3 separate regions of the Mus musculus genome follow, and all the other regions are linked to region 3. The links are chromatin contacts, called in public HiChIP or PLAC-seq maps. All regions are on one chromosome and are shown on one strand. Each heading gives the region's core, a stretch centred on a gene start, on an enhancer-like site or on the middle of the called end of the contact. The rest is flanking DNA. Distances are from core to core; before and after follow the strand shown.

Region 1 (2,700 bases), core at 16-2,515, 430 kb before region 3:
ACTGCAGCCCATGGCCACAGTGTCCCTACGTCTGACCCAGGGGCAGCTTTGGAAAACACTAGGGTGCTCCGTGTAGTTCGGGTGTCAGTCCAAAAACATACACACCCACCGTGACGGGGTTCAGGCACAGACTGCCAGACTCTGGGTAGTAAGGCTGACTGATGGCCCTGGGTCCCCAGTCGGCCAGGCCGCCCCTGCCAGGGTCCTCACCTGCCAGCCGGCCCCCGCCGGCAACGAGCCCCTCCGCGGACGGCCATGGGGCGCTGGGGGCCGCGGCTGCGCCATCCCGAGCCCCAGCCCCGGCGGCGCTGTAAGCCGGCCCGGCCCGGGGCCCCGTAGCCCGAGCTCTGCGCTCCTGTCCCGCCCGCCGCCGCTCTGCCTTCTCTGGGCTCACCCTGCTGCCGGGCCCGAGGGGGCGGGGCGCCAGGTGCGGGAGGCGCGGAGGAGGGGCGGGGCGGAAGGCCACCACGCCCACTCGCGGGGCGGCCGGGCAAGGGGCCCAGGACACTGCGCCTGCGCGCGGGAAGCCTCAGGCACTTCTGTGAGCAGCTGTGTCTTCCCAGACTGGAGACCCTGCCTCTGGGCTTCAAGGACAAGGTTCTTGGGACAGCTGTGCCCAGGGAATGCAGGAGTACTGGAGATGGTGCTTAAGCACTTTCTTTGCTGGACCCTTTGCGTGTCTCACCAGATCGCCATAACCAAGGAGGTACAAATGTCTTCACTAGAAAATCATATTCCAAGAGGTGCAATAGCTTTTTTTGCTAGAAAACCCCGGGATCCCTGGAAGAGTCTGAAGCTGCAGAGTCTCTGGCACCTCCATTGGCTCAGTTTACCATCTGTAAATTACAAGGCTTCTGAAACGACACCCCCCACCCCCAACTTGACCCTGAAGTCCTTGTGTCTTAGGCTGGTGCAGCCAGTCTGCAGCAGGGACAGACCCCAAGACAGATGCTGGAGAAGTCTGGATGCTCTAGGGGCAGGACTGTCCTCCAGCTAGGGGCGGGGGGCAGATCTCCTACAGCTTCCCAGAAGTGCTGTCTACTACCCTCTGTCCCCAGGGCCAGGGAGCTCCTGAAAGGAAGGCAGGCAGCACTTTCCCTGCCCTCCCAGACCTGGCCCAGGGTCAGGTTTAGACCTAGAGAGCCAGCGGGAACACCAGAGATGTGCATTCCAGACACCGAGTAGCTTTGGCTTTAATAATTAACAACAGCAAATATTGATTTATGCAACCACTTCCAGGCCTGCACACTTCCGGGTACCCAACACAATGCAGCCAGAAGAGCATCTTTTCCTACCGTGGCCCTGGGGGAGGCCAAAGCTGCTCAAATCACCGGCGATATGTAGGCCAGGTAGAGTGGATGCCGCCTGCGTATGTGTCTAGGTCCTTATCTGTGTACATGTGTGTCTCCAAGGCTAGTCGTGGCTCTACGTGACATACTGCATTGCTGTAGCATAGAAGTACCCGTGGGTAGGAAGGGGTGGGTAGGGACGCCTGGGGGGGTATTTACTTTCTATCTCCTTTATGTGTTCATGAGCAAGTCTGAATACACTATAGATATATGTACTTGTGTCTGTCTGTCTGTCTGAATGTGGTCTGGCTCCCAGGTTAGGTATAGGTAGGCCAAGTATGCACATGTATGCAGATTTTACAGTCCCTGAGTACTGCAGAGGGTAGCTCGGTGTCTATTTAAATGTGGCTCCCCAAAGAAAAGAAAATACAACCCCTGCACAGCTCTGGGGACACAGTAATACTGATTATTTCCAAAGCACTTCCAAAGGCGCTGCCCAGTGACGAGCTGGCAAGGTCAATAGAGAAGACACTCTCAGCCATGCAATGGTGACACACACCTTTAGTCCCAGAACTCAGGAGACAGAGGCAGGTAGATCTTTGTGAGTCCAAGGCCAGCCTGGTCTACAGAGTGTGTTCCAGGACAGCCAGCATTACACAAGGAAACCCTGTCTTGAAAAACTAAAGAAGAAGAAGAAAGAGAAGGAGGAGGAGGAGGAGGCAGAGGAGGGGAGGAGCAACAGTAGCAGCAGCAGCTGTCTACTCTATGTTAGAGGTGGGACTTGCCCTTAGGTACAGGGAGGTTACATGCCCCTCAAACTGGTTCCAGTATCATTGTAAATATGTAACAGAATAGGGTATTGAGGAAAACTGGAGAGTATCCCAGGCAGGTTCCCTCAGCTCACCAATAGCCTGCTGGAAATCCAAATGAGTCACTCTGGGAGCTGGTTTCAGTTCACAGAATGGGTCCTAGTCTGGAGGAGGGGTGCACTGTGGGGCTGTGGCGGTCTGAAGCTCACTGTCTGCGCTGCGTTAGCATGATTGGAAAGTGGGAGCCAACTGGGTGGAGGCCAGGAGGCTGAAGGATAGCGGCTTCCTTGGTAACTGAAGGGCCCACCTTGGGCTCTCTGAGCCTCAGGCTCCGAGGATCTGCAACATTAGCCTTCCCTCCAGATGGAAGGGCCAAAACCCAGGCAGGACAAACAACAGTCCCATGGCCAGGGGGAAGCCTCACTCTCAAACCCAGCTGTTCAAGCAAGTGGCTGCCATCAAGTGGCTGTTTCCTGAGGACTACTGTAGCCTTGTCCAGGGCTGTTGCCCTCCAGGGAAGGCAGGAGGTCTCAGGAGCCCTTGTGCTACTGATAGCATCCTTGCTTGGGTTCTCCATGGAGATGGAGGTCCTATGCATAGAA
Region 2 (2,700 bases), core at 127-2,626, 320 kb after region 3:
ACCCACCTGCTTTTGAAAAAGCACCAAACCCAGCTCATGTGGCCATTGGCACCGTGGCTGGAGCCAGTCAGTCACTCTGCCAGCTAGGACCACGAGGAGATTGCTGGTCTTACGTGGGTACTTGAGTTCCCCACTCTGGGTTCAGTCAGATTTGCCTCTTCTACCTTCTGCCACTCCCTTGACAATCTCTAGCTTAGTGACTGCTTGAATCTCTCTCTCTGGTGAAGAGGTGGCTCACTACATTTTTGAGGTAGTTTGTTCGATATGCTAGAAGGAGTTCTGAAATGGAACTGCCCCTCCCCTTCTGCGATCAAGATATACAGAGCAAAGAAATGAGCTTCAGAGACAAACCCTCTGGATTCCTCTCGAGCATCTAGCTGGGGGACCTAGCGTTAGTTTCCTTCCCTCCTCCTCCCTGCAGGCACATATGGGGCTTAAACTAGAGTGGGTGTGTTTATAATGCCCGGAAAGAAAGAGCTAACCCATAGGGCATGTATGTATGTGTTCCCCAAGTGGTCTTTGTTCACTCTGTGTGACCTAGGCAGAAGGTTGTGCCAATCAGGAACTGGTAGGTCCCATTCTCACTGGTAGTCATACTTTGAGTTGGTTTCCAGAGGTTGCTCAGAGGGTTGAACTGCGGTCGGTCCTCCCCAGGGGACATTGCATGATCAGACAGGACAGGATACCCCCAGCCTGCAATCCTCCCAGGATGGATGGGCGTTGCATAAGAAAGGAGCAGGAAACCTCAGCCACTGGCCAGCTTGGCTGTGTGCCCTTAAAGGATGCTGGGAGCTTACCTGGGCCCTTTCACGGAACTCTCACCGCAGCCCTGGGGCACAGGCCCAGTGATTCCTGATTTGCTCAGCCAGTGCTGGAAACTTGCCTGAAGCCACACAAGCCAGGGAGTCCAGCTCTCTGGAACACCCATCTGTATGGCCTCTCTGAACCTCGGTGACCACCCAGTCCTGGAGGTGGGGAGGCAGAGCGATTTGTCAACTCCAAGTACCACTGAGTTGTCTATGGGCCCATAAACTAGAAAGAATGCACGCGCGGTCCCCTGCGAGGTATTGCATGGGCAGGAGTGGGAGAACCGGCGGTGCGTCCCGTGTGCGTCCTCCGGGACATCCCCAGGCTGGCCGCGGTAGCGAGGTCGCGTGCTTGCGGTGCGGCCCACGAGTGGCACGGGGCCAACGCCCCCAGGCGCGAGCCGGCCCGGGCGGGCGTGTGCACGTGCTGCCGGCCGGTGGCCGCGGTGCGGGCTCCGCGTCCCGCCCGCCCCGGCGCTGATTGGCTGCGCGCGGGGGCGGCCCCGCCCGGGGCGGTGGCGGGCGCGGGTGCCCGCGTGCGGCTGAGCCGCGTGTGCGCCGGCCGGGGTGCGGGAGAGGCAGGAGCGCGCCACGCGCGGCCGCCGGGCCGAGCCCGAGGAGCGCGGCGCCGCCCGGCCATGGCCCCCGCCCGGGCCCGCCTGTCCCCCGCTCTCTGGGTCGTCACGGCCGCGGCGGCGGCCACCTGCGTGTCCGCGGGGCGCGGCGAAGGTGAGCGGCGCGGCGGGGCGGGGGCGGGGGCGGTGCTGCCCGGGGCGCAACTTCCCCGCCTCGACCTCAGCCAGCCTGGGCGCAGGATGGCATGGGCAGGGTCGGAGGGAGGATGCCCTGGGGACTGAGAATCGGAGGCTGGGGACAAGGGGACAGGACCGGACAGAAGACAGAAGAGGTATGGAGGAGAGAGGGTTCAGAAAGAAGGCAAGGGATGGGAACCGAGGACCAAACGGGCTGAAGGCACTGGACGGACAGGGAGACGCAAGAATCCAAAAATCGGGGACAAGGTACAGAGGACTGAAGGAAAGGGGGCTGAAGATGGCTTTGAGCACAAGGCCACGAACTGGCTGGGGCCAGACAGAGAACAGGGGGCTAGAAACACCGGGATGATGGGTGTCTTGAGAGTGGGGTGGGGGCATAGGCTGGCCAGGGAATAGGGACACATACACCCAGGCAGTGGCACCAGTGGCAGGAGGTGCAGAGAGCAATGGACTGGGAGAGACAGGCACAGTGGCTCAGAGAACGGGGTCTTGTCTGAATCAAAGCCAGGTGGTCCCTTCACCCGGGGCCCCAGCAAGGTGGGAGGGGCACCGAGTCCTCAGGACCAAAAGACTCTGGGAAATGACTTCTGATGAAGAAAGGAAGCCCAGAGCTGAGACTGGCTCCAGGGCTGCCCACCCACACCTTTTCTTAGGTCCCACTGGACATTGCAATGAACCAAGGGGTTTTGCCCCACACACCCTGGCTCCTGTAGAGACTCTCCTTAGCATGCTGTGCAAGACCACTGTTTAGAGCTAAAGCCGGTCTCACGAGACAGGCTGGATTTAGGATTTACCGTGTCCTCCAGTCCCAAGCAAGCTGAACTATTTGCTCAGAGAGCTCCATGCCCAGCATTCAGCTCAGGAGGCCCACTCAGCCCACAGGTTCATCCACATAGACCCAGGCTAGCAGAACCTCATGTGTGGACGGCACCCCCCTCCCCAAACCCCATCATGCACACAGCAGGGCAGCCATTGCACACACACACACACACACACACACACACGCGCGCACATGTGAGTATGTGTGACACCCACGTATGCATGTAGATACCGCAGCACAAACAGAAACAGACCCTCAGATTTGCATGCAGGTCCGGTGAAACACATGTACTCTGACATAG
Region 3 (2,700 bases), core at 170-2,669:
ACTGGGGGAGGGAGCATTCTGCAAGAAGTGGGGGGCGGGAGGGGAGGGGACGGTGGCTGTGCCCTGGTTTCTGTCCACTCTGCCACTGCCCCTGAAGTGTTAATCAAATTAAGAATCCAGGAAAAACAATGCAGCCACTTTGGGCCTCAGAGGAATTGCGAGCTCTCGGAACAGCTGGGAGAATTCCACATCACCTCAGTCTCCCAAGCTCTGGGTGGCTCTGACCCCAACGAACACACTCCTTTCCAGTCTCCAGGGCCCTGGCTGGCCACAATGACCTCATAGCAACAGCCATTGGACACTCAGGGCAATTTCATGGGAGATATTTGTTCTTTGGTCTTGATGCAGAGAGAATTTTTCCTTTCCCACTGTCTCCATGGAAACCCCAGCTACACTGTTGGCTATCCCCCCTTCCCACCTCATGCTTTTCAGATCAATACAGGAGCTTGGCTCCCCACTGGCTGCCCACAGTGGAAGGCTGCAGAGCTCTGGGCAGGAGAAGTTGGGGCCAGGGTTAAGCCTGGGCCATAGGAAGTGCCACTGAGGAGGGATGAAGGAGTCTAAAAGCTGGTTCCTTGTTCTCTTAGTCACTAGCTCTTTAGCTCGCCTTCCCAGGGATCCTCCCGAGCGCAGACCCAGTCAGGGAGAGACACACAGGTCACCAGTGGTTACCACCCCCTTCCTTCTTAGGCAAGACCCTTAGAGGTGGATGGGGGTTGTCGCCTTCTTTATTAAAGGTTGGGAGAAGTTTCTTCCTGCCTCAGGGAACAGCGAGGAGCAGCCAGAGCCAGCCTGCGGGCTCTCAGAGGCTCGGCGCCCCGGTCCTGGACTTCTATGTTTGGCTCCCGCCCCCCAAGCAGAAACAGGTCTCTGCACGCCTCCAGCTCAGCCCGCAGCGCGGCGCGGCGCAGCGCAGCGCGAGGAGCTCGCGCCCAGACTCCTCGCGGTTAACCTGCTATTATGCTCGGGACGCTTTCCCTCGGAGACCTGTCAGCCCGCCGGTTTGCGCCTCGCTCCGTTCCCGGGCCACCGCCCCGCGCTCGCACCCCCGCGCGCCCTCGAGCACCCAAAGGAGCCTCCCGGTGCAGACGCACTGCCAGCCCTGCTACCCCGAGCCGGACTGGGGCAGCAGGGGTCCCGGGACCTCCAGAGGGAAGACCGGACAGTGGTGGTGGCCGGCAGGAGGAACCGGCGGGAGCGCGATCCTCGGGTCCCACGGCTGAGACACCTGCCGGGAGCCCCCTGCGCCTGTGGCCCCGGGACCCGCCCCGCCCGCCCGGTCCCCGGCCCGACTTACAGCCAATTGCTCGCGGCGGCCGAGAACACGGCGAAGACGAGGAGTCGCAGGGACCGCAGGCACGAACGGGGGCTCATGGTGCCGTGCGCGCCCAGCCCGGGGCAGCGGCCGCAAGGCTCCCGTCGGGGCGGCAGGTGGGCGCCGCGCGGACGGGCTGGGGCGCCGGGCCGGGGCGCGCGGCGGGGCTCAGCCTCCGAGCAGCCGGCCGCGCCGCCCGCTGCTGCGCCCGCTGCCCGGCGGACCCGACTGTCAGCGCCGCCCCAGAGCCGGGATGCGGCGGTGGCGGCGGAGGCGGGCGGGCGGCCGGCGGGGCGGGCCGGGGGCGGGCCGAGGATGGGGTTACCTGGGCGGGTCCAGCGGCGTGGGACAACCCCCCCCCCACGGGGGCGGTCCTGAGCCCGCGGGACTGGGCTTCTCCTGGGGGGCCTCCCCGGCCCGGCGCCCGGACGCGCTCGGAGCCTCAGCCCCGCTGCTGCAGGCACGCTTGGCCGCACGCCGCCCAGTTGGGCCGAGCTAGAGGCGCGGCGACCCAGCTGCTGGGTCCCCGCCCGGGGCCTTAGGGACGAGCGGGCACAGCTCCCCCAGCCCGCCGCTGCGGGCACTGCAGCGCCGCCCTGGCCGCGCCCCGCGGCCCCCCGCCGGCGCCTGGGAGCCGGGATCCCCGGCCGACCCCGGCGGAGCCACCGGAGCGAGAGCGGCTGCTACTCGCGCGCACCCAGTCGCTCGCGCTCAGGGCGCACCAGGCTGGGGTGCCGCCCGGCTGTCCCCACCGGACCCCTCCCCGCCCTCAGGCCCCCGCGTTCTGTGGTCCGGCCCCTCCCTAGCACTCACCTCCCTCCAGCCTTCCCGGAGCTGGACAGGGGCCTCTCTACTTCGGGCAGCTTGGGACAGTGGCCTGAGACTCCGGGAATCCGAAACCTCGCTTCTGGATCGCCCTGAGTTCTGGCGCGCTCCAGGCAGCGAGGTTTTGAGCGAACCCCTTGCCTTTCTGTGTAGACCTTCTGCTTAGGAACTGGAAGGCTGTGGAGGCTTCCTTTTAGCACAGGAACCAATCTTTGCTGTCTGCTTGGGTTTCTGTTCGATTCTTTTATTACTTCTCCCACGTCAGGCAGATTCAACCCTTAGCTTGGTGTCTGGCACAGAGTGGGTGGGTGACACGTTTGTGGAGTGAATGAATGGAGTGGAGATATTGCTTAAAAACCCATGCCTGGCTGGTGCTGAAGCTCAATTCCGTGTTAATAGTTACTTGCCATGGCTGGGCCACACCCTCTCCAGGTCACTGATAGAGCCCAGACTCTGGCCCTGCCTGAGGCTACATCCCACTGAGCTAGAGGAACTCTGTCTAAACAGGACACGAAAGCCCAGAGACCCTACTCAATCTCACTAAAAGCAAGGGGGAGAGA

The links. HiChIP or PLAC-seq counts read pairs in DNA pulled down with a chosen protein or histone mark.
Region 1: a contact with region 3 is called in an HNF4G HiChIP or PLAC-seq map of pancreatic cancer cells. The contact joins the promoter of Rap1gapos here to the promoter of Wnt4 in region 3. A contact is called at or near these places in 1 of 115 datasets of contacts at active chromatin or transcription factors (pancreatic cancer cells) and 1 of 9 other capture datasets (macrophages).
Region 2: an H3K4me3 HiChIP or PLAC-seq map of embryonic stem cells shows a contact between it and region 3, with 19 read pairs. The contact joins the promoter of Epha8 here to the promoter of Wnt4 in region 3. A contact is called at or near these places in 9 of 39 promoter capture datasets (the HPC-7 cell line, HPC-7-derived erythroid cells, cranial neural crest and 5 more), 2 of 484 Hi-C or Micro-C datasets (liver and nephron progenitors) and 6 of 115 datasets of contacts at active chromatin or transcription factors (embryonic hindbrain, embryonic stem cells, pancreatic cancer cells and 1 more).

Annotation. Positions count from the first base shown.
Region 1 is chr4:137,705,171-137,707,870 of GRCm38.p6, reverse strand. Rap1gapos (RAP1 GTPase activating protein, opposite strand) reads left to right here and starts at 1,265. Exons shown (of 2, transcript NR_138594.1): 1 at 1,265-1,349. Rap1gap (Rap1 GTPase-activating protein) reads right to left here and starts at 404. Exons shown (of 24, transcript NM_001379234.1): 1 at 211-404. The coding sequence starts at 285.
Region 2 is chr4:136,955,492-136,958,191 of GRCm38.p6, reverse strand. It overlaps Epha8 (Eph receptor A8), which reads left to right and starts at 1,376. Exons shown (of 17, transcript NM_007939.2): 1 at 1,376-1,535. The coding sequence starts at 1,445.
Region 3 is chr4:137,276,354-137,279,053 of GRCm38.p6, reverse strand. Wnt4 (wingless-type MMTV integration site family, member 4) reads right to left here and starts at 1,419. Exons shown (of 5, transcript NM_009523.2): 1 at 1,298-1,419. The coding sequence starts at 1,374.